Regions from separate parts of the Mus musculus genome. Here regions 1, 2, 3 and 4 are each linked to region 5. Evidence: chromatin contacts called from public ChIA-PET, HiChIP or PLAC-seq and promoter capture Hi-C data. All regions are on one chromosome and are shown on one strand. The core of a region is the stretch at or near the end of the contact, and the rest is flanking DNA. Distances in the headings are between cores, read along the strand shown.

Evidence for each region. Promoter capture Hi-C pulls out the DNA fragments that hold promoters and counts their contacts. ChIA-PET counts read pairs in DNA pulled down with a chosen protein or histone mark. HiChIP or PLAC-seq counts read pairs in DNA pulled down with a chosen protein or histone mark.
Region 1: a contact with region 5 is called in a promoter capture Hi-C map of pre-B cells, with 2.2 times the contacts expected there. The contact joins the enhancer-like site here to the promoter of Cdc20b in region 5. A contact is called at or near these places in 2 of 39 promoter capture datasets (the C10 cell line and pre-B cells) and 4 of 115 datasets of contacts at active chromatin or transcription factors (embryonic stem cells, memory CD8 T cells, regulatory T cell precursor and 1 more).
Region 2: a contact with region 5 is called in a FOXA1 HiChIP or PLAC-seq map of pancreatic cancer cells. The contact joins the enhancer-like site here to the promoter of Cdc20b in region 5. A contact is called at or near these places in 5 of 39 promoter capture datasets (the 3T3-L1 cell line, the C10 cell line, pre-B cells and 1 more), 6 of 484 Hi-C or Micro-C datasets (the BV-2 cell line, CD8 T cells, the N1E-115 cell line and 3 more), 4 of 115 datasets of contacts at active chromatin or transcription factors (T-cell acute lymphoblastic leukemia, kidney, pancreatic cancer cells and 1 more) and 1 of 9 other capture datasets (macrophages).
Region 3: a contact with region 5 is called in an H3K27ac HiChIP or PLAC-seq map of T-cell acute lymphoblastic leukemia, with 4 times the contacts expected there. The contact joins the enhancer-like site here to the promoter of Cdc20b in region 5. A contact is called at or near these places in 9 of 39 promoter capture datasets (the 3T3-L1 cell line, 3T3-L1-derived adipocytes, the C10 cell line and 5 more), 1 of 15 datasets of contacts at CTCF or cohesin (the G1E-ER4 cell line), 3 of 484 Hi-C or Micro-C datasets (the HL-1 cell line, adipose-derived mesenchymal stem cells and embryonic stem cells), 1 of 115 datasets of contacts at active chromatin or transcription factors (T-cell acute lymphoblastic leukemia) and 1 of 9 other capture datasets (embryonic stem cells).
Region 4: an RNA polymerase II ChIA-PET map of memory CD8 T cells shows a contact between it and region 5, with 16 read pairs. The contact joins the promoter of Il6st here to the promoter of Cdc20b in region 5. A contact is called at or near these places in 8 of 39 promoter capture datasets (the 3T3-L1 cell line, 3T3-L1-derived adipocytes, the HPC-7 cell line and 4 more), 2 of 115 datasets of contacts at active chromatin or transcription factors (embryonic stem cells and memory CD8 T cells) and 1 of 9 other capture datasets (adipose tissue).

What each region holds. Positions count from the first base shown.
Region 1 is chr13:112,428,667-112,431,366 of GRCm38.p6, forward strand. No RefSeq gene overlaps it. Among named protein-coding and RNA genes, the nearest start is that of Gm33905, 18 kb to the left of the region's middle. Within about 2 kb of position 1,410, at least 1 of the 459 cell types and tissues checked has an H3K27ac peak or open chromatin away from gene starts, as enhancers often do.
Region 2 is chr13:112,317,239-112,319,938 of GRCm38.p6, forward strand. Ankrd55 (ankyrin repeat domain 55) reads left to right here. Exons shown (of 11, transcript NM_029898.3): 2 at 1,187-1,309. Among named protein-coding and RNA genes, the nearest start is that of Ankrd55, 30 kb to the left of the region's middle. Within about 2 kb of position 1,448, at least 58 of the 459 cell types and tissues checked have an H3K27ac peak or open chromatin away from gene starts, as enhancers often do. A contact at or near this core is called in pancreatic cancer cells, where this site is marked.
Region 3 is chr13:112,506,599-112,509,298 of GRCm38.p6, forward strand. It overlaps Il6st (interleukin 6 signal transducer), which reads left to right. Exons shown (of 17, transcript NM_010560.3): 17 at 1-262. Among named protein-coding and RNA genes, the nearest start is that of Il6st, 44 kb to the left of the region's middle. Within about 2 kb of position 1,318, at least 31 of the 459 cell types and tissues checked have an H3K27ac peak or open chromatin away from gene starts, as enhancers often do. A contact at or near this core is called in T-cell acute lymphoblastic leukemia, where this site is marked.
Region 4 is chr13:112,462,802-112,465,501 of GRCm38.p6, forward strand. It overlaps Il6st (interleukin 6 signal transducer), which reads left to right and starts at 1,269. Exons shown (of 17, transcript NM_010560.3): 1 at 1,269-1,449.
Region 5 is chr13:113,034,047-113,036,746 of GRCm38.p6, forward strand. Cdc20b (cell division cycle 20B) reads left to right here and starts at 1,333. Exons shown (of 12, transcript NM_001281487.1): 1 at 1,333-1,395; 2 at 1,668-1,730. The coding sequence starts at 1,333. It overlaps Mir449c (microRNA 449c), which reads left to right and starts at 1,937; the gene lies at 1,937-2,045.

The DNA of each region.
Region 1 (2,700 bases), core at 160-2,659, 610 kb before region 5:
ACTTGTTACTCTTCACGGAAACCCATGTTGGATTCTCGACGCTCATCTGGCGGCTTACAACCATCTGTGGCTCCAGTTCGAGGGATCTAATATCTCCTTCTGCTCTGCTGGCACGAGGTATGCACAGAGTACAAATACATACGTGTCAGCAAAACACCCATACACACACACACACACACACACACACCCATATACACACACTCACACACACATACACACACACATACACACACATACACACACACACATACACACACTCACACACACCCATATACACACACTCACACACACTCACACACACACACATACACACACACACACCCATACACACACACTCACACACATACATACACACACACATACACACACACACACACACACCAATGATTGTAAAAGCGTCTCTTAACAAACTCTAGGGCTGCTGTTCTTAATAATCTTGTGACTTTGGCACTTTATTTAATGATGAATTGCACTTTATTTATTAATATTAATGAATAAGTACGAGAGGCATTTCCTTGACAGGCAAATGTGAGGGAAAACCCCCTCCCTGTTTCCCCAGCAATTTTTAATTTTAGGTCCATCTCTATCCATGATCAGAACATATTGAATGAAAAACATCTATTTTCAAATAAAATTAGTTAAGAAAAGGATAGTCCCATTTTTTTTTTGAAGGTACACTAGTCGTTGTGTGAAAACTTTGATAATTTAAAATAGTTCCAGTCTAGGTCATTTTGATTTTTTAAAAAAATTATATTAGATATCTCTTTTATGGAAAGAAAACAAGACTTTTACTTAGCCAGACTTTTTAGAGCACCCTGGATGACTTCCATTGTAAAAACGTGGCATTATGCAAAACATCTAGAAAGAGTGTACAGGTGTTACTAACAACATGCACTTCTCAGTCCAGGAGCTGTGGAGCCCTCAGCGCTCTCGCTAGAACGGAGATCAGATGCTGGGCCATCTCACCCAGGAGCAGTCACCCAGGGCCAGTTACAGTTTACCTGCCAACCACCAGAAAATCGTTAGCCTTTTTTTGTTTGTTTTTTTTGTAGGAAAAAAAACGTAGGTGAAAATTGGACCAAGACTCAAAGGCTGAAACAAGTCAGACATTTTGTAAGATGAAACCGACCCAGGTACAACCTCTAAGATTAGGGCTTCCAGGTCCCAGCAGCGCATGCAGGTATTGTGGATTCGTTCTTTAGGGTTTTTCTTTTGTTGTTGTTTTGTGGTTTGTTTTTAATTTTTTTTCAAGTTGAGAGAAAATGAATATGGCATAAAGCAGCCATTAACTGCTTGAAAGCATACCATTTCGTGCCATTTAGTACATTATGTTGCGTAACCCTCCCTGCTATTTCCAAGGAGTCCCATTACACAAAAGCACACTCTTTACCATTACGAAAGCACACTAGGGGATACTTTAAGACTGTGTATTCTAAGATGCCATATCCAAGAGACTGTGATTCTGCGGACCTGGAAATGTGTCTCCAAACTTCTTGGATAGCTCATTCCTAGGTATTTCTCCAAGCGAAAGGAAAATGTGTTCATATTATGAGCTATGGTGTAGCTTCATTCACAGTCATCTCAAACTGGGACTATCTAAATTGTCTTTTAGTTAGGTAATATTTGAATAAGCTGGTATTGTCACACAATAAGTCTTGATACTCATGGGAATCAAAGCCAACAAAGGTGGTTCTCCATTTGCATTTTATTAAGGCCTGGAATAATTAGAACCCGTCTGTATACTACTTCCTGTGACATTCTGGAAAATGCAAGACTACAGTGACAAAGAACAGATTCTTTTCAAGGTTCCTTCATTCAAAGTGCAGGGAGCAGGTTTTGAGTACAAAGGACTTTTGGGGATGATGAGAGAACCATTATATATCATGTTTGTGATGGTGGGTATATGCATGTGTCATGTTTGTGATGGTGGGTATATGCATGTGTCATGTTTGTGATGGTGGGTATATGAGTGAGTCATGTTTGTGTTGGTGGGTATACGCATGTGTCATGTTTGTGATGGTGGGTATATGCATGTGTCATGTTTGTGATGGTGGGTATATGAGTGAGTCATGTTTGTGTTGGTGGGTATATGCATGTGTCATGTTTGTGATGGTGGGTATATGCATGTGTCATGTTTGTGATGGTGGGTATACGCATGTGTCATGTTTGTGATGGTGGGTATATGCATGTGTCATGTTTGTGATGGTGGGTATATGCATGTGTCATGTTTGTGATGGTGGGTATATGAGTGAGTCATGTTTGTGATGGTGGGTATACACATGTGTCATGTTTGTGATGGTGGGTATATGCATGTGTCATGTTTGTGATGGTGGGTATATGAGTGAGTCATGTTTGTGTTGGTGGGTATACGCATGTGTCATGTTTGTGATGGTGGGTATATGCATGTGTCATGTTTGTGATGGTGGGTATATGAGTGAGTCATGTTTGTGTTGGTGGGTATACGCATGTGTCATGTTTGTGATGGTGGGTATATGCATGTGTCATGTTTGTGATGGTGGGTATACGCATGTGTCATGTTTGTGATGGTGGGTATATGCATGTGTCATGTTTGTGATGGTGGGTATACGCATGTGTCATGTTTGTGATGGTGGGTATATGCATGTGTCATGTTTGTGATGGTGGGTATATGCATGTGTCATGTTTGTGATGGTGGGTATATGAGTGAGTCATGTTTGTGAT
Region 2 (2,700 bases), core at 198-2,697, 720 kb before region 5:
GCTCGCTTCTTAACCATCTCTGTGCATTCCTGCAGTCACCTGACCACAGTCTGTTGTCATCCTTGGCAGTAAGACCTGTTGGATCAATTCTTCACAAAGGCACAGTAAACAGTTGGCTCCCTCATTCAAAGCAGTTTCGTACAACCTTAGTTCTTCTAGAAATAGCATCTTTACAAACCCAGGTGTTTGAAACTGAACAGGTTTTAATTGGGGGGGGGGTATGCAAAATGAGGCATGAGAAGCCAATATAAATGCAGTAGATGAGCACCAATGAAAAGGTATGGCTCTCCTTTCAATTGCAGGACAACAGTGGTGGGCAGGTTATGAGGGGGGCCACATGAGAGCTAGTTCTGCATAGGGAAAGCTCCTGGTGGGAAGGAGGCAGCTACTGCTGGATGCCAAGCAAGGGAGGGAGAGCCCCATCTTCTCCCTTCCCAGTCTTCAGTGCCTCCCTCCCATGTATCCTCCCATGCAGGATAAAGGCATCTGGAGATACAGTCATCACAGATGAAGGTGCAGAACATCTCTGGAGGAGAGAGAGGGAGGAGCATAATGCTTTTCCCAAAGATGGATGAACTGAGGTACTAAGAAGACAGGTCATGCGTCCATGGATGTAGTTCAGTTGGTAGAGGGCTTACCTAGAAAGCACATGCCTTCAATGCCCAACAATTGCATAGAATCAGGCATAGCAGCCCACATCTGCAAATGCAAGGGGTGGATGTAAGAGAATCAGCAATCCAAGATCAGCCTCGGCTATATAGAATACTCAAGGCTAACCTGGGCTACACGAGAACTTGACTCTAAACAGGAAACAAGCAAAAGAGAAGACTGTAGCATGCTTTGGGTCTTGAAGAATAGATTGAAGCCAAGACACTGGCCTTCTTCCCTTGCTGGTCTCTCTAATTTTGGGAAACCAGCATGCCCAAAGAGTCATGACATGCAAAGAGTGCCTAATCCCAAGGCTCCTTGCCAACACGTGGTGGCGTTGCAAATGACCTAGAGTGGCCCACTTTTCTTCAGAAGTGTCTTTTCCAGAAAGGAGTATGTGACTAAGCTGACTCAGCCTCTGCCTGGATTCACTGGGGAGGGAGGTTTAGTGACTCACTTGTGTGGGTGACAATCTGGTCTTGTGGTATTCTTTGAGTGAACGTACTCTACATATTAACAGAGTGTCTGGTTCATGCAGGTGACTCATCTGAAGAAGTCGACCTGGCAATGGTGTATCAGGCAGCATCGAATGGAGATGTCAACTCTCTGACCTCCGTCATTCGGGAGGATCCGTCCATCCTGGAGTGTTGTGACAGTGAAGGTGAGCTGTTTGTGAGGTGTTTTTGTTTTTGTTTTAAACCTGGAATGGAATGCTTTATCCTTTCAGAGATGGTCTTTTGAGATGAGCAACACTAGTGAAATTCTTTTTGACTGACCACAAGATACTATAGGCATCTTGCCTGTGGCTCTGTAGAATCCTTTGGCATTTTTCAGCATGACACTGGACACAGAACTTCAGCACCTTTTACACATTATTCACTTATTATATTTCATATATTATTATGAAGTGGGTTGTTTCCAGTATTTTTGTAAGACTGACCAATTACGTGTGTGTGTGTGTGTGTGTGTGTGTGTGTGTGAAAGCCAGAAGTCAACCTCAAGTGTCATTTCTAAGGTATTATACATTTTATTTTTTGAGACAAGGTTTTTCACTGGAATTTTGAACTCACCCAGTAAGTTAAGCTGACTGAGCCCCAAGTATCTGCCTGTCTCCATTCCCTCTGGACCAATATTACAAGTACAAAACATTATGTCTGACTTTCGTATGCGTGTTCTGGGAAACCTACTCAGGGCCTCAGGATTGCACAGCAAGCACTTTGGGGACGGAGGCCTCTCTTTGATCACCAGTAGTTATAACAGGTATCTAGGAAGAGCAGAAATGGATGTTGGAGAAATGTAAGAATTTGGCCCTTGAGACCACATCATGGTTGTATTTCCACCTGTATTCTTTCTAAATACAACTAAGAACTCTGGATATGATGACTAATATAACTCTGGAAACCAAGAGAAGGACCAAGTCCTTAGATCCAAGGACAGGCATGATGGTGAGTTCTCTGGGATGGCCTTTTGCCTTGTATATCCCAGGGTTGGAGCTGAAGGAGCTGGCAACACAGAATACCAAAAGACACGGACAGAAGAGAAGCCTCTGAAAATCTGCATCCTATAGGCAAAACGCCAAGACTGATCACTGATAGGAGGAGACTCTCTACACCTCTATGTGGTTTCACAAGAGGGAACACTCCGTCATCTGTATGAATTCTTGCTTCAGAAGCTTAGAGGGAGAAGAGCGAAATAATCTCAAAACACACGGAGGGGGAGAGAGGAAACAAGAAAAGATGAAATTAACCGGGCGTGGTGGTGCACACTTTTAATCTCAGCACTCGGGAGGCAGAGGCAGGAGGATTTCTGAATTCGAGGCCAGCCTGGTCTACAAAGTGAGTTCCAGGACAGCCAGGGCTACACAGAGAAACCCTGTCTTGAAAAAACAAAAAAACAAAAAAAGATGAAATCAAAAACAAAAGCAATAGGGAAAAAAAAATCTAAAAAAACCAAGGAACAACCTGTAGCACTGTCACTGTCAAGAAAAACTAACTGAAGGAGATGCAAATTCCTGCTCTTGGGAATGCAAGGACATCACTACAGTCCCCACAG
Region 3 (2,700 bases), core at 68-2,567, 530 kb before region 5:
AGCCAGGGCCTCCGCCAGCAGGGAGGGGGTGTGCTCACTGCAGGAACGTTCATTTAGAAGATGTACCATGGAGCACCTCCCTTTGCTCTAAGAGAAAACCCATCTTAAAGTTCATCTTGAATACAGACTTCGCTCGAGCATGTTTTAGAATAATCTGGATGCTGTACCTTGTACCTTAGGTAGCAGAGAAAGTAATCTGGCGTCTTTCTGTAAAACCGTCTAATAAAGCTAGTTCTGCCCGTGGGCTCGTATTCTTTCGTGTGTAAAAATGTAGTGTAAGGCGCACCAGAGAGCAGCCTGGCTTGTGGCCAGGGCTAGTCCACTGCTTCCCATGCAGTTGCCTCTCGAGGACTCAAAGAAAAAGGAAGGTTTAATGCTGAGTCGCCGTTACAAAACCTAGCGTTCCCATCTTTTCCTCACTCAAACATAAAATCTCAGTCCTTTGAAAAGCATGAGTCACTACTCGGGGGCACAGAGAAGCAGAAGTAGGAAAAGTGCAGCCCCTGCCCCCCTCGTTCTCCCGCCTTCAGATCATTCCATCTCTGCACAGTTCTGCTGTGGTCATCAGCTCGGCCAGGATGGACGGTTTCGGGGGGGTTTTGTTTGTTTGTTTTTGCTTGTTTGGGTTTGTTTTGTTTTGTTTTTCTGTTTGTGGTATTTTGGTTTTTTAAGACAGGATTTTTCCGTGTTGCCTTGGCTGTCCTGGATCCGCCTGCCTGCTGTGCCACCACTGTCTGGTGAGACTGTAGTTCTTATTGTGAACTTAAAGGGTTAAAGAGGTAGAAGGATTTACTGGACTGTAGTTTTTGATTTTTTTTTTCCTCAACCCTAATTGTAATAATGGTTCTTAAATGCTTTAGCCTCCCTTGTAGCCCACCACCCACCAGAGGTAGTGGAAAAGAAAGGATGTGGGGGAAGTGGACCTGTTTAAAAAATGGTTCTTTGGAGCAACTCCTGTGTGCACTGTCAGAAAATCAGCTGTTCAGTTGACAGGTCAGCAGTGGCAGCTCCATCCACTCGCAAACATGTCAAGGCTACACCAGCAGTCCAGGTCGGTAGTAGTGTCAGGATAGCAGCAGCAGTGGCATAACTAGCAGGAATGGCCAGGCCTCGGCCTCAGCACAAGTCAAGCAGGAAGAACTCGAAGTTCTCAGCTGTGCCTCTCAGTGAAACGAAGATATGTAAGGCCATCACCATCCGTTGAGTCCTGTATATACTCCCTCCAAATATCAAGTGTCCTCGGGCCTGGGCTCACCTCGGGTCTTGTGTGTGAGTCTGTATCAGCTGACATCACTCTGCCAATCAGCCCGCGTCTGCGGAAGCTGCAAGCCACCAGAACCACATCAGAAGTTTTTAGTGTTTCTCTCTATGGAGGCCCAACAGATGGAGTTCAACAACACTTGAGGCATGTAGTGAACAAAGAACCCATCACCTGCCCGTTCACATGCATTAGCAAAGCATCCTTTCACCCGTGTCCACTTCAGCGAAACGTTCCTTCTCGTGTCTGCTTTAGCAAAACATCCAACACAGCTGACTTTCCAAAGAACACTTACGTTTCCACTTCATGGGACACTATCAAAGCTGTTAAAAGTAGGACTGCTAATTAGACATCACATACTATTTTTAAAGCTGTCTCTTTTTTTCTACTCACATAATTAGTAAATTATGGCATAAATTTAGACCTAGTAATCATAGGATGCCTCATTGTTATAGACATATATTAACCAAGTAGAACAAGCCAGTAGACTTTAGCCTATTACGTTCATTCTTCTGTTTCATGTCCCTGAGTTTCTTTTAAAAGCAAGTTTTTAACACAACTTCTGTCTAGTAAAGTTTTTAATGAGATAAGTAGAATCAATAAGCTGCAAAAAAAAAAGTAAATAAAAAGTAAAGGTCAATTATTAAAAATAACCTCTTGGGCTAGCTTTCGGCTATAGGTACTGCTGGTAGGTTACTTTGCCCAGGTAAGATTGCATTTTTCAAATGTGCCTTTCGATGAGTTAGAACACAGCCATCAAATGGCAAACGGTATAAGTAGTTCATAGACAAAAGTTTGTTTTCCTGTCACATGCAGATTAGCATATGCTCACTCAGTTAACGAGGAAAAGGTGATGGCAGGCTCCAGATGTTACTCGGTCTAACTCTTAGGGCTTTTTGCCACCTGTAAGCTCCCACAAACTGGTCAGTTTTGGTTTTGTTGTTGTTGTTGTTGTTGTTGTTGTTGTTTTCCTTTTACTTAACCAGTTGTCAATGCTGGTGAGGGAGGGTTGGGATGGAAATGTACCAGGCTGGTTGGGTAGGAATTCTTAGTCCTGTGATTGCTCGCTTAGTCTGGTTGCTGCAGACTGCAAGTGCTGCTACGTAAGCAGGACAATGTGACGTGCCAGAAAGAAAGGGATGTTGGAGGGGTTGGAAGCTCTGTAGCCTTAATGCTTGTGTGTGATAGACTTTAAAGCAAATGCACTTTGCTAGCCTGGCGCGGCAGTAGGCATTAGGCATGGCTTCTTACACCTTTGCTCTTAGCTGTACTCCACGTGCGCACAGTTCTCTCTCCTTTCCTGCCACCACCACCACCACCACCACCACCACCACCACCACCCGTGCAGTTTCACATGGAAGCTTGTACCTGTGTTACCTCTGTAGTAAGTTGCATGTGCGAAGTATAACCAAAGCGATCATGTTTATGTTGACCCTGCCATA
Region 4 (2,700 bases), core at 19-2,518, 570 kb before region 5:
CAGAGCTGGGGGTATAGAGATGCAACAGAGGCAAGAAAAGGGGGAGGGAGGGGCAGAGAGCAAGACTGCAGTTTGATCCATTTGATCTCATCTGAATTGTCAATATAACAAAGAACTTTACAATGACTAATTAATGGGTATTTGTTTGCTCTGCAAATCATTATGTTAGCCTTTCTTCCAAAAGTCTCTAGCCTTCTCTCTTTTTTTTTTTTTTTGAGTCATTTCTTCACTTTTAAAAGTTTTTTATTGGGAATTGTATACAGTATATTTTTACCAGATTTTTTTTTTTTTTTTGCTGTTCCCTCAACTTCTCCCACACACCCCTCCATCCGTCCAGCTTCCTGTCATTTGTCTCCTTTAGAGCAAAACAAAAGGTAGATGTTGGGAATGAGAAAATCAATTTCCATCAGTGGAGTTACACTGATTATATATTATATCAATTGCACTCCAAGGGCGGGCTCCGTGCTCAGTAAAAGATAACCAATGCAAATTGGAGTGTTTCTTTACAGTTACACATCCCTTATCTTTTAAGTTTCTCAACTTGCTTGTATACACACTACACACATACACACATCACACACGTGCACTCACGCACATTGCAGCCTTAAGGTCGTTTTCCAATCAAGGGAAGGGTGGTGGATTACAATGAAATAGGTTTTTCCTTGGTATTTCTAATCACACATCAGGCGACTCAAACCGCAAAAAGATAACAGTTTCTTGGCAGGTCACCAGTTCACGGATCAATCAATGACACCCAAACTCATTTACTAACAACAACAAAAATTGCACAGTAGCAAGGTTCGTTTACTTAAGCCTGGGTCCGAAGCGGTCACTATGGGCGAGTACAGTCAGGGCCACTAAGTCCTGCCCTGTCCCCAGGGAGTTCCCTTGCCTCCAGAGTCCCAAGGGCCTCCTAGCAGTCGCCGGAGGCTCGCAGGCCCTCTGGGGAAGACAGCCCAGGGAGACAGCCGAGGTCCGGGGAGAGGGGTCGCGGGAGGCACCTGGGTTGCTGTCCGCGACCCATTACCCTAGAGAAAATGGAACTTTCCGTTCCGGCCACCCACCCAAGTGCGGCGGGGAAGCCTTCGATCTAGTCTAGGAAAGGCGACCAGGCTCAGCCTCCGGAATCCCGGACGCCGGGAGCCGCGTTACGGGAATCGCAGAGGCCTGCAGTCCCGCCCCTTCGTCTCCGGCGACCCGGAGCCAATGGCCGCGCGCTCCGAGACTGACCAGAGCCAATGAGCTCGCGGTCTCTGGCTCCGGGGGGCGGGGCCGTGGGGGGCGGAGCTAGGAGAGCCCGGGTCAGCGGCGGACGGAGGGTGGCGTGTGCGGTCGGGAGGCCAGAGCTTCGAGCCATCCGGGCTGCGGCTCCGCTGAGGGACCGGTGGTGTGGGCCGGGATCCGCGGGGCTGAGGGACGCTCAGGAGCGGCGAGGCTCGCGTCCGGAAGGTGAGAAGAACAGGGCCCCGGCGCGGGAGGGTGCGGGTTGCCTGGAGCGGCCGCCACCTGGCACCCGAGGCCCAGCGGGGCCGGGCTGGACCGGCGCCGAGCGCACGCCCGGAGCTGGTCGGGCTGGCCTGGGAATCCCCGCATTCCTTCCCTCCCCGCTCCGGGCTCCGACTTCCCTGATGTTGTCACCCGCCTTCTCCAGCCGCGTTCCTGACGCACAGTTCCGAAGCCCCCGCCCCAAAGTCCTCTCGGGATCGCGCGTCCTGGGTGACCGCGTCCTGCGTTCTTCCAGTTCCCGTGCCGTGCTCCCTGATCCTACTCTGGACATGGCCCTAGAAAGTGTGGTCTTCTGTGTCCCGTGAAATGCTACCGTTCCCTGCTCTTGATGTTTCTTAATCCAGAGCGAACTTTTCACCCAGACATCTTAACATTTAGGCGTTAATGAAAGTCCAGTGTTTATAAATATTAACTTTCCCTTCGGTCCGTACCCTTCCTAATAAATCCCGCGTGCCTTTACATCCCGAGAGCAAGCCCATCATCGGTCTTTAGATTTTCACCTCCTCCCCTAAGCGTAAACGTGTCCCCTTCTCCAGCTGGCAGGGGGCTCTCTTTTGGATGAACAACCAAAATTCAGAAACTCAAAGCAAACATAATATAAAGGGCTTGGTCCACTTCTGTTCTTGTCATTTTTCCATTAAGAAGAAACTCGTTTTGGCTTAATTTGTATAGTTATTGGACATTACAGCAGCTGTACTGCTTAAAAGTAGTCAGTGAGTGCTGGAATGTCAGCGCGAATCTTCTGAAAAATCTTTGGTCTGGTCAGTGTTGTAAACAAACTCTTTTAGACCGTGTGTGACTGACTGACTGCCAGCTTCCAGTTGGAACGACTCTTAATTTGAAATTACTGACACATTATCAGGGGATGATCGTCATCGTCTTAATTTTCCAAGTTTGTGTTTATATTTATCATTGGGAATTATTTTTGAGCTCTGATCTGGAATGCTACATTTGTAGGACTAATCTGCTAGTCGGTTAAATTCTGTTTTCCACAGGTTTCTGGGGGTGGGGTGTGTGTGTGTTCATTTGCTTCTACTCACAAGAGAAAGAGAGAGAAAAAATTACAGTGGGGGAAAGGTCAGCTAAGGATAAACTTTATAGTAGAAATTTGTATTGTTGGCATTAGTGATTTAGAATATTACAAATACTGTTACCCGCTCATTTAAAGCAACATTCTTATGTAACTGGGCATTT
Region 5 (2,700 bases), core at 83-2,582:
ATTTGATCACACTGCAAGAAAAGTAGCATTCTTGTGGGGTAAGAAAGATATTCTAATACAAGCATTCTGACAAATCTCATGTGGGGTTACCAGCACACATTTTCAACCGTTGTCATTGGAACACTGGGAGCTGGGTTGCTACGAAGCCGGTATTTCTTGAATTTTCAGACGTACTAGAGTGGGCTTAAGTTATTGAGCAGTTTGAATCTCCTAGCCCCAGCATGCACAAAACAACTTATTAGAGTTAAAATGCAATCTGCTGTCACTTTGGGATGGGGACCTGGGAGCAGAGAACCTGGCTGCTGGACCTCCTAGGTTGCTCAGACAGTTTAGTCTCCTGCCATATGGCCCAGCTTGCCTTGGCAGCTCAGATGGGCAGGCAAGGCTGAGCAGCCCATCTGGCTCCCTGTCTGTCAGTCGTCTCCAGGTCCCTCCAGACCCTCGAGCAATTTCATGATCGATCCAGTCCTAGGCCTGGTCAGCTGTCTCACTGGCTTTCCTTGGCTCTTTCCCTCTCTCACAAACTTCCTGCTTATGAAGTAGCTCCCAAGATCCAGCAAGAGAACTTGGCCAGTTCCCCAATTCCCCAAGTGGACAGTGCGGATAATTTATTAATTGGAAATGTCAACGCATTTCTCGGCAGCCTAGACACCCCCCCCCCCTTTTTTGAGTTTGAGTTTGAAGACAGAGGAGTTAACATGCTCATTGAGAGACATGTTTACGTTCAGGAATTTTCACAAGCGATTATCACTAAGCAGTAAACAGAAGGGTGAGAATTACTGCACGCGTCCAAATTTGATAATCAGGGTGGGGTTGAAGAAAAGGAGAGGGGAACGGAAAAAAAGGATTAGAGTCAGTTAGGACGAAACGTTTTTGCTTTTGAAAACAACAGTGAACTCCAAAAACCCCGCTTCTCTACCCGCCGACTCCGCACCTCCTGCGGGCTCGGGCAGGAGGCTCAGGCCCGCCACTGCTCGCGGCAAAGCTTGGCGCTGCGGCGCGCGCCGCTCGGGAGGCCCAGTGCGGGGGCGCGGGTAGGAGGGCGGGACCCGAGCGAGCACCCCGACACCCCAGACTTGACGTCATCGAGGCGCTGGCCTGTGGCGGGACCGACGGAAGGAGGTTCCCGCTTTGATTGCCGCCCCGCGGGCTTTTTAAAGGTTACCCTGGGGAATACGCTCCAGGAGCTGTGGGAGGAGCGAGGGTCTCGGGGGTAGGAGGGCAGGTTTGATGGGTTTAGGGGGACGAGGCTAGCGGTTTGGGAAGTCGTGGTCCTGCTTAGCCCCTGAGGGGGAGAGGCAAGGCGTCCAGGAACAGCGCACTCACTCGGAGATGGAGTGGAAACTGCAACGCACCGCCCGGAGGAAGATCCGGACGGAAGAAGAGATGTTGTGGGTGCGTACCATCCTTTTCTTTCTTGACCCAACCCTCCCATGGGGCTTCTTGCAGAAGGTACGGTTTGTAATACCCAGTAAGGACCAAAAGATGCCATGAAATTCTACAGCCTAGTTTAAATTTTGAACGGTGTGAAATTTAAGTTCTGGAGATACCTGGTTGCTTTAGAAAGAATGAGTGAATCAGCAAACCCAGGATTCAAAACAATTCCCCACTCTCCGTGACGATTTTCCTAGAGTTTTCTCCCTTCTTATGTTAATCTATTTCCAAAGGAGAACATCATGCGGGTGCTCGCCAACGGCATGAAGCAGCAGCGAAATCAAGGTTCCCCCAAGGTGAGTTTTCTGGGCTTGCCCTTCTGTCTTCATTCTGATCTCGAGCAAATTAATTCTTGCTATAGAAGGCATTTGCAGGAATTATGGGAGAATTAATACAAATTAAAAACCTTTACAGAATCTGAAGACTTAAGAAATGGATTCTCACAACTGATGTAGCTACTTATACCTGCTTAGCGGGCGCTTCCCAGTGTCCGGCTCCACAGAGGATGAAGTGTGGGTGTGTCAGGCAGGCAGTGCATTGCTAGCTGGCTGTTAGAACTTTATCCCAACAGTTGCTAGCTGCACTACCCTCTGCTGCACTCAGAAGCATGCAAAGACGTGGAAATAGTGCCATCTGGTGGATAAGGAGGTGTCTTCAAGACAGCTACTAAAAGCTGGATCCAATATAGTATTTCTGCCCCTTAAAGCTCTAACCCAAAGCTTGCAGTTCTTTTTAAAAGAGTGTTCTTTTGAAACTCATTTTTATTACCTTGTGTTTATTTACCTGCACTTATATCTGTGCATCACGTGTGTGCGTGGTGTCCGCGGAGCTCAGAAGAGGGCTTCTGATCGCCTGGAACTGGAGTTTCAGGCTTTTGGGGGCCGCCCTGTTGGTGTTGAGAATCTAATCTGTGTTCTCTGGAGGAGCAGCCAGTGCTCTTTTCAGCCGCTGAGCCATCTCTCCAGCTCCTGTACTTTCTTTAATGGATGAAAAAGTTAAATCCTCATCTGACTCACATCTCTAGCACCACTTACTTCTCTTTACACCAAATAGCCCACATGCTTTTAAATTTAGATTATTAGCTAAAATCTCACCATTTGAATATTTTTCTAGATAACATACATTTTTCTATATTCAATCAGTGACGCTTGAAATCAAATATATAGCTGGCCTTTTAAAATGCAGTGACTAATGTCACCTATAGAGAAATAACATTTAAAAGCCTTTACATTGTGTCTTTAGTTATGTTTCCTGCCCAAATTATTT